Linked DNA regions of Hordeum vulgare: region 1 is linked to region 2. Evidence: chromatin contacts called from public Hi-C data. All regions are on one chromosome and are shown on one strand. The core of a region is the stretch at or near the end of the contact, and the rest is flanking DNA. Distances in the headings are between cores, read along the strand shown. Region 1 holds the start of LOC123426862 (boron transporter 4-like). Region 2 holds the start of LOC123407928.

What was found. A called contact is a pair of places that touch in the nucleus more often than the background predicts.
Region 1: a contact with region 2 is called in a Hi-C map of leaf, with 3 times the contacts expected there. The contact joins the promoter of LOC123426862 here to the promoter of LOC123407928 in region 2. A contact is called at or near these places in 4 of 6 Hi-C or Micro-C datasets (leaf and seedling).

Annotation. Positions count from the first base shown.
Region 1 is chr1H:122,519,188-122,524,158 of MorexV3_pseudomolecules_assembly, reverse strand. It overlaps LOC123426862 (boron transporter 4-like), which reads right to left and starts at 1,347. Exons shown (of 14, transcript XM_045110762.1): 1 at 1,254-1,347.
Region 2 is chr1H:121,902,484-121,907,714 of MorexV3_pseudomolecules_assembly, reverse strand. LOC123407928 reads right to left here and starts at 3,663. Exons shown (of 2, transcript XM_045101180.1): 1 at 3,018-3,663; 2 at 1,988-2,505. The coding sequence starts at 3,288. The coding sequence ends at 2,012.

The sequences.
Region 1 (4,971 bases), core at 98-2,597, 620 kb before region 2:
TTTTGTGATTATGAACAACATACTGTAAAATTGAATTAAGACTAGAAGTTCTATTTTGGATGCCATCAAGCAAAACAGCATCTCGTAAAAATCAACTGAAGATCTCATGTTCCTCCCACACAAACAAAGCCGAGAGAATTTGCATAGAAAATTATTCATGAAGACAATGTACAGAGCTGCATTACCCCATAAAATGTTGCTTCATAACTTCAGATTTCGTCTGTAAAAGAATACGATAGCTAGCACGTGAAGCATCAGAAAAAGGAAATAGGAAGGTTGGCCCAATTTGGCTTGCCTATGTTTGTTATGCTATATTTAGCATGCTGGATGGGCCAAATATTGACTGGTCATTAACCATTGAATGATAGCCTTTGGTATATGCCCTATATCCTTCATTTAACGTGATGCTATATTTAGTTTTGTATTAGTGCCGGACACGGTAAGAGCACGTTTTTTTTTGTATGACTATCCTGACATCTGAGATTGCCAAAAAGGCTTTACAGCTTTCAGGGAAACAAAAAAAAAATAGGGCCATTAAAGAAGACCATTTGGACTAGCTGAATTAGGCAAACGCAAGCATCCTATCAACCGACAGACATTTGAAACTAGCCCCAAAGGCTGGGGCCAAATACGATGTGATAATAGGCCATAGCAAATGGAAGCGGTCCTACATGGATGAATTACCACAAGCTTGTGCGATGGCCATGCTCTGCTTAACAAAATCAATCGAGCTGCCTGATCTCCTCTGTACGCAAGCTTCACATACGGCAATCATGAACAGAGGTTGAAGCAAACCACAAATTCACATAGATAAAAAGAGGGTACAAATCAACTAATCAAGCATGCATGTTTGGGGCCATGTTAGTAACAACCAAAAGTAGTGAAATGGCACTAAAATTTTGCAGGGGATTGCATGGACGCGACAAAGCTAAGTGCTAGAAGGTTGCCAAAGAAATGTTACAGAGATAGAGAGAAATTTCACCCTACGTGCTCATTGTTGTTGTTGCTGCTGCTGCAGATGAACAAACTCTTCCAAAAAAACAAAAAAATAGTGACATGTACAGCATCAATTTAAGAGCTACATTTCCTTCAAGCGCATAGAATCACCCCGAGTTGAATCAACAAGAGCGCAACAAACAAAAAATCGACAAATCTGCATGCAGTGAAGGGGCTGCACCCAGCAAACCCAAGCAAGCCGTGGAGGAACTTTTGAGGTGACGGGATTGAAGCACTGGAACGGAGCAGAGGCTTACCAGCAGCGACGTACGAGGTTGAGGCGGGGCGGGGTGGGGTGGGGGAGGCGAGGCGGGGCGCCGGAGACGCGCGGTACCGCAACGGCAATGCCGCCTCCACCGCGACGCAGGGTGCGAAACCCGGCGTCGGCGGGCGGAGGAGGGGAGCCGGAGCCGGGGGGCGGGCGGGGTTGCAGCCTTCTTTCCTTTGCCCCATTTCCTCCGCGATGGCCGCCTATTATTTATAGACCCCGGCGACCCCATCGATCCATCGGCGGAGAGAAGATCAGTGTGCGCGCGCCTGACGCCCAATCTCCCTCTCTGTCACGTGGGCCCGACGAAAATAGTAAACGTGCTTCCAGGATTGCGTGGGGCCGAGGTGTCACCGGCGCACGGCTCTCGCGGGTTTGAATCGAGGCCGTCCGTTCGAGCCGATGGTACGGCCTGCGTGGGGCCAGCAGGACAGCTGTCGCCGGATCCGGTCCACGTCGTCCTCTCGCACGTTCGCTCCAAGCATCGGCTGGCCAACTCGCACGCGCGGGCTGCTTACCAGTTACCAGACCCGACGATGACGTGACGACGTTTCCGCCGTGTGGTTCGGCCGCGGCCAACCCGAGCGAAAACTTGCTGCACGTTTCCCTTCCAAATTTGGAAGAGACGTACACGAGGGATCCATCCGCCAGCTGGCCTCTCCACGTGGCAATCACGGAAACGGGGCGATTGGTTGGGCAGCCTCTACCGCCATACGAGCATGCGCAATGCTGCCTGCCTTCTCGCAGCCATGTCATATTCACTGTGACCTGTGCAATGGGTACGGTTTTAGTTTGGAATATCAAGGACTGCACGCGTGCGTCGTGTGGAATGAGGTGCAACTATACGTACATGCACGCTAACATCGATCCGTAACCCAAACTGTAACCCCATACCACTAGCCTGAGACTGAATTCAGAACATCCGAAAATATCAACGCTGCTTGCTTGCTTCAGTATGTCAAAAAATTAGAACCACGAGCTGGTTCGGGAGTTTGCTACCAGTAAACATCGCGTGGATGGAAAGCCTCGTAGGACGCAATCTGACGGCATCACCTTTGGGAAAACCTCACAACCAACAACATTGCTCGTGCCATATAATATATCAGAACGGCTTTCCTAAAAAAATCAGTCGACTGCGCAAAGTCTCAGTCAATACTATAATCTGTTGATTTTACATTGAGATTCATATAGATAATTTTTTTAGTTTTTTTCTTCTTACATACTATACTACTTGACTGAGACTTCATGAAGTCTGAGTCGACTGAGACCTAGACACACCCTAACAGAAATGACACTTCATCATATTGCTCAAGCAAACTACCAAGACGCTGTCGTGGTCCTTCATAGAGAAAACGCAGAAGCTTTGCGTCTTGATGCACGGACAACCCTCCGAGTAAGCACCCCCATGAACACGACCACACAAAAAAAATGCATCCATTATGCTGTCAAAAATAAAGAAAGTTCATGAGGCCAGAAAGGAAAAACACATATCAGAATTCAAACTCGAGATATCCTTGTTTGTGAACTCGATAGGTAAGGTTGGCCACGGCTTTACTGGTCAAGGCCCACTCAAGGCCGTTGAGGGGCATGTGCGAGCTGTGCGCTCGCACGGGGCCCCAAAATCCGGGGGGGGGGGGGGGGGGGCTGTTGGAATTATGCCCTAGAGGCAATAATAAATGTATAGTTATTATTATAATTCCTGTATCAAGATAATAGTTTATTATCCATGCTATAATTGTATTGAATGAAGACTCATTTACATGTGTGGATACATAGACAAAACACCGTCCCTAGCATGCCTCTAGTTGGCTAGCCAGTTGATCGATGATAGTCAGTGTCTTCTGATTATGAACAAGGTGTTGTTGCTTGATAACTGGATCACGTCATTGGAAGAATCACGTGATGGACTAGACCCAAACTAATAGACGTAGCATGTTGATCGTGTCATTTTGTTGCTACTGTTTTCTGCGTGTCAAGTATTTATTCCTATGACCATGAGATCATATAACTCACTGACACCGGAGGAATGCCTTGTGTGTATCAAACGTCGCAACGTAACTGGGTGACTATAAAGATGCTCTACAGGTATCTCCGAAGGTGTTAGTTGAGTTAGTATGGATCAAGACTGGGATTTGTCACTCCGTATGACGGAGAGGTATCTCGGGGCCCACTCGGTAATACAACATCACACACAAGCCTTGCAAGCAATGTAACTTAGTGTAAGTTGCGGGATCTTGTATTACGGAACGAGTAAAGAGACTTGCCGGTAAACGAGATTGAAATAGGTATGCGGATACCGACGATCGAATCTCGGGCAAGTAACATACCGAAGGACAAAGGGAATGACATACGGGATTATACGAATCCTTGGCACTGAGGTTCAAACGATAAGATCTTCGTAGAATATGTAGGATCCAATATGGGCATCCAGGTCCCGCTATTGGATATTGACCGAGGAGTCTCTCGGGTCATGTCTACATAGTTCTCGAACCCGCAGGGTCTGCACACTTAAGGTTCGACGTTGTTTTATGCGTATTTGAGTTATATGGTTGGTTACCGAATGTTGTTCGGAGTCTCGGATGAGATCACGGACGTCACGAGGGTTTCCGGAATGGTCCGGAAACGAAGATTGATATATAGGATGACCTCATTTGATTACCGGAAGGTTTTCGGAGTTACCGGGAATGTACCGGGAATGACGAATGGGTTCCGGGAGTTCACCGGAGGGGGGGCAACCCACTCCGGGGAAGCCCATAGGCATTTGGAGGGGTCACACCAGCCCTTAGTGGGCTGGTGGGACAGCCCACCAATCCCCTATGCGCCAAGAGAGAAAAAATCAAAGGAAAGGAAAAAAAAAAGGAAGAAGTGGGAAGGGGGAAGGACTCCCTCCCACCAAACCAAGTAGGACTCGGTTTGGGGGGGGGGGAGAGTCCTCCCCCCTGGCTCGGCCGACCCCTTGGGGATCCCTTGGACCCCAAGGCAAGGTCCCCCTCCCTCCTCCTATATATATGGGGCTTTTAGGGCAGATTTGAGACGATTTTCTCACGGCTGCCCGACCACATACCTCCATAGTTTTTCCTCTAGATCGCGTTTCTGCGGAGCTCGGGCGGAGCCCTGCTGAGACAAGATCATCACCAACCTCCGGAGCGCCGTCACGCTGCCGGAGAACTCTTCTACCTCTCCGTCTCTCTTGCTGGATCAAGAAGGCCGAGATCATCGTCGAGCTGTACGTGTGCTGAACGCGGAGGTGCCGTCCGTTCGGTACTAGATCGTGGGACTGATCGCGGGATTGTTCGCGGGGCGGACCGAGGGACGTGAGGACGTTCCACTACATCAACCGCGTTCTCTAAACGCTTCTGCTGTACGATCTATAAGGGTACGTAGATCACTCATCCCCTCTCGTAGATGGACATCACCATGATAGGTCTTCGTGCGCGTAGGAAATTTTTTGTTTCCCATGCGACGTTACCCAACAGGGGCAACTAGGGTCCATATGTATATGTGTACTTTGGGAAAAAAAATCAGTGTTAGCCCAAACCAATATATCAGTTTGTTGCCTGAAGCTTGAACGCTTCTAAAAACTGGTTCGGCCTTCTTGGGCTTGGTGACCTAGTCTACTTGAGCCTTTCACTTTGCCCAGCGTACTAGCGTGGATCGATTTAGCGTTGCTAAATAAAGTGAATCGACCTAGCTATTGTATATACGAA
Region 2 (5,231 bases), core at 2,414-4,913:
ATAAATTTGATCCCATGCTAGTGGAGGTTGGATCCTCCCCGTATTATGGTTTTTCCCTCGCAGCGTAGTCCTGGTGAGTCGGGTCTTCGTGGGGAAAAAATAGGTGTGTGCTCGTTCTAAGTGTTTACTTCTAAAATGCCGTACACGGGATTAGTCCGAGTGACTATTGAAACCCGTGAGCTATGGGTAAAGAGTACAGCCTATGCAGAGTCAAAACTATTCTAGTAGCCGTGTCCATGGTTAGGGACAACTGGTTGACTAGTCAAGTGTCGGTCTGAGTGTCGGTCTTCGGAGGAATTTAATTGAAACGGGATGATACCTATGAATCGGGCTGATAAGTATTATTATTATTACGAATTCTGATTTGGACTAATCATATGTGGTATATGGAATTGTTAGGGTATCCTTGGAACGGTTCTACCTCCCCTCTCTGTGGAGTCTCTTAGACACCCGACTATGGCAACTGTTAATGCTTTCATATAAGCCCTTTCTGTGGTGCCGCTTAGACGCCCGACTATGACAACTGTTATCACTCTCATGTGAGCCCTTTAGGTGGTGTCGCTCCGACGCCCGACTGTGGCACACATGCTATTACTTATTCATCATATAAGCCCTTTTGTGGTGTCGCTCCAGATGCCCAACTGTGACATGTTTAGTAACATTCCATTGACAAGTCCCATTATGTGGTGTCGCCAAGATGCCCAACTGTGGCTTGTGTTACTTGTCCTTTCGAGGTGTCGCCTCAGACGCCCGATCGACAATCTTAAAATTGAGTATTACCCTTGCTTGCTTGTTTATACAACATTGGTGAAAATAGTTTATCTGCATGAATGCATGCGTGAATAATTCTTGTTGCATAATAGAGTTATATAACGATTTAAGCATGCATCTCACCAGCTTTAACTTATCTGTGTTCTTGATGTTTGCGAGTACATTCAAAGTACTCATTGGCTTGTCCCTGGCAATTGTTTTAGCCAGATTACTTATGGGGAGGAGCACGATGCCGTCAATCCCGAAACCTAGGAGTCAAGGATAGCAACCTTATGAGATAGGAATTTATCCAGGTCAGTTCTTCTTGTGGGAATGGAGACCCATGAGCACTGGAGATTCCTCGAGTTTTTTTCGCTGTTAGCCTCAGACTTTTGTCCGAACGAGTAGACCTTCATGGTCTGGTAACCCAGATTTTGTAATTTTCTTGAGATTTCTATATCAAATAAGTGTCCACCACCTAACAGTAGTCCTGTGACTGGTGAACACAAAAGCCTATTTTCTGAAAATTATTTTTTGAAAAACTGGTCGCCACAGAGATGAGCAGCAGTTCGCCCCCGAGTCTAGGGCGTGTTTGGTTGCCTGGGTGGCTCTAGCCTGCATCGCATGAGGGATCCTGGGTGAGTGTGGCCTGGTTGAGTGAGATGTGTGTTTGGTGGATTGTGTGATATTACTGCATGAGAGATGCTATATACAAGAGATGATGTTTGGTAGACTGCAGGGAGCGGATCAACTCAACCGACCAGAGGCGAGGCGAGGCGATCTCCCTCCCCGATCCAGATCAGGCAGGGAGCCGAGGTGCTCGGTGGCGGGGCTGGCGGTCGGAGGGCATGGCGGCGCGGCAACCGGTGGCGATGCGATGTCCCTCCCCGATCCAGATCGGAGCGACGGGAGCGGAGGTGCTCGGTGGCGGGGCTGGCGGCCGGAGGGCATGGCGGCGCGGCAACCGGTGGCGAGGCGATCTCCCTCGGGATCCAGATCGGGGCGACGGGAGGGAGGCGCTCGGCGGCGGGGCTGGCGGCCGGAGGCATGGCGGCGCGGGTGGCGAGGCGATCTCCCTCGTGATCCAGATCGGGACGACGGGAGGGAGGCGCTCGGCGGCGGGGCTGGCAGCCGGAGGCATGGCGGCGCGGGTGGCGAGGCGATCTCCCTCCCTGATCCAGATCGGGGCGACGGGAGAGGAGAAGGGCGTTTTGTACGACTCGTGCATGCATCCAAGGAACAGCCGAATCCGGCGTAGCTCTCAGCCTGGCTGAGAGGGTACTTTTTGCATCAGTTGGGCCAGGCCCAGATGGCCATACGGTTTACCAAACAAGCTGAAAATTGCATCTCGAATGCCATGCAGGTGCAGCGCGGGCAACCAAACATGTTTATCCGTTGGAGTTGGTTCCCCGCGCATCATGTCGATCAGCTCCTCCGCGACATGAAGTTGGACGGTAGGGCCGCAGCGATTATCACACCCCCGCCGCTCGCCGCAGGTGAAGCAGAGGCCGCACACTGTGCAGTAGGCCCGGAGCATCGCGATTCTGTCCTCTTGTGGTGGAGCATGGGCTCCCTCCATCGCTCGGCGATCCGTGTTGCGCGCCACGAGAGGTGCAGCTGGCTTTGCCGGCGCCGGCGTTGGAGGCAGAGGAAACGGAAGATTCGTCTGCAGTGTCATGCATGTCGACATGGTCGACGAGTACTGGTGATCCTCCGGCTTGTCCTCCTTTCTCATGGCCTCCATCACCTCCTCCTCTAAACATGTAAGATCGACAATAATATCGAGTGTTTTTGGGTGATGTAAAATAACAGCAGCACAAACTTCCTTCTGCAACCCATCTATGAAATGCATAATGAAATATGAGCTAGGAGATTATGCATGAACTGAGTAATTTTTTCTACATACTCCGTCACTGTGCCACTCTACGCCAGTGTGTTAAACTGCCGTAACAGAGACTAAAACTCCTCTCACACGAATTGCTCAGATACTGGCAAAGGCCTCCCAATCGTGGTAAATGTGGGCCTTGGTCGATTACAACCAAGGCAATGCCCCATCGATGAAGTACATCGAGGCACAACTCACCCACGTGTCCGGGATCAGAGTACACACCCGAAAATATGACTCACACTTCAGCTGCCAAGCTCTTGGCCCATCCCATCAAACATTGGGAAACCTAGACGCGGTGGAGGTGGGTAACGAGAAAAACCAAAACCACGGTCCCCCATGAACGAGCTCTAGGAGAAGCGTTGGCTGGAATCGAACGTACCCATGACCAGAGGCGCCCTCGGGGATTGATGCCCCGGTGACATCCCCTGGTGATCTGAAGTCCTGTCATGGCCGATTGGCCCGTGGCCGTAGCCACCGTGCACCCGCAAGACCTTCGGTGGCCGTGCGAGGTTCACGTCCACGGTGTGCGGCACGATCAATGGAAGATTGAGCAACCGGATCGGTGGTGGCGGTTGCTTCTGCTGTTGGGTTTGCGGAAGGGGTGGGCTCGGGGCAGCGCCCTCCGCGCTCGTCCCCTTGTCCCGCAGCATCGCCCACCTTCGCCTGGAGATTATCGACAGTTCACTCAATCACCGGCTTCCATCCTTCGAGATTGAGCATCGCGGGGTGGATCTCGTCGATTTTGGCATCCATCGGCACCACGGCCGCTGTCAGCTCCGTCATGGCCTTGACCTGCTCCTCCATAGCGGTTGCCTTGCCGTGCCTCGTCTGAATGATCGAGGGAAACCAGCCAGCCACGGTGTGTGAAGCGGATTTGATGGAGGGGAAGGCTCTGAATACCAATTGTTATGGTCTCGGGTCGATCTTACACTTAGAGGCCCTCGATTACAAGATGAATACGGTATCTAGGGTTCTACAGGTAGAGGGAAAGGGGATCGGGAGATAGCCGCCGCCAGGTTTTCGTGTCTCTGCATGCCCCTCTCTGCTGTCGCGACCGCTTAAGTAGGCTTAAGTCACCCACGAGTGGGCCGGAAACCTGTTGTTGGGCCTCCGTTCCATCCAGCGGGTCGGTTGAGGCACTGATCGGGGTCGTAATAGTGAAGGTTGGAGTGAATGAGGGGCGAGGACATCATTCTCGAGGTGGGCAAAAGAGGAAACTACCCGCGCTGCCTACGAATTGGGAGGAGCAGGGTCGCTGACTTGGTGGGCCTGGGGGGACCGGTCACGGTTGTCTCGGCTAGTTTCCAAAGGAGGAGGAGGGGGGGGGTTGGGTTTGTGGAATTTCCTATGCGCCGCTCATTGCGGCAAGTAGTCGCTGCTTCACACAAGAGGTGTGAGCGAGCGACGGGTTTGGCTGACCCGTTAACACTTTCACCGATCCTGGTTTTGAGAACCTTCTGGAGGTTTTTAGCCGATTTTTTCCGGTTTTGGGAACTTTCTAGAAGATTCCCTGACCCTTTTTTTTTCTTTTTTTCTTTTTTTCTTTATTTATTTTTCTTTTATTCTGTTTCAGTTTGGAAAATGTTCTGGATTTTTTTAAAAAATCCAGAAATTTCCAGAATTTGAAAAAATCTTTCGGAATTTGAAAAAATATTCCAGAATTTTTAAAAAATGTCCTGGAATTTGAAATTTTTCCGAAATATGAAAAAATGTTCTCGAATTTGAAAAAATGTTTCGGAATTTAAAAAATGTTTACGAATTTGAAAAAATTTCCGGAATGTTTCAAAAATGTTCCGGAATTTGAAAAAATATTCCGGAATTTTATAAAAAAATTCGAAATTTGAAAAAATGTTCTGGAATTTTTTTACTTTTCAGTTTCTTTTTCAAAAGATGTTCTATATTTTTTAAAAAATGTTCTGGATTTTCAAAACATGTTCTCCAAATTCGGAAAATATTTTTGATTTTCTAGTAAATGATCTGGATTTTCAAACAAATTTTTCAAAAAAATGTTTATCATTTAATTTTTTTCAACAATATTTAAAAAAAAATGTGCTTCCAAATTTGTTTGCATGTTTTTAAAGTTGTTCACAGCTTAAAAAGTGTCCATGTTTCAAAAAAATGATTGGGAAATTCAACTTTAGTTCATTTTCATAAAATAATGACAAAAATAAAAAAGGAAATAAGCAGAAAACGAAAAAAAAGGAACTGGGTCGGCCTAGTCGGGCGAGAGCCCTGTGCGACCGAGGGACTCCCTGCCGCAGAATGCGGCAGGTAGAAGGCCCCGTTACCTGATTTGTTTGTCAAATCGGGAGGCGAATCCTTAATTGCTCTTTGCGCACAACAGTTATTCTGAATATGATCCTATTAGGGCAGCTGGCCGCACGTGACCCACCAAGAGACAACGGATGCGGAACGGGCCTCGATGATTTTGAGCTGAGTTGACAGAGGGAGTCAAACCTGGCCCACCCTTTTGAAATCCCAAGGATGCCGCGCGACCAAGAGCCACTGAATACGCGATGCGGGCAGAAACTGATCTTTGTTCATGCAAATCCGATCCAACAACTACAGAAGAATTAGAGAAGAAGTATATTTA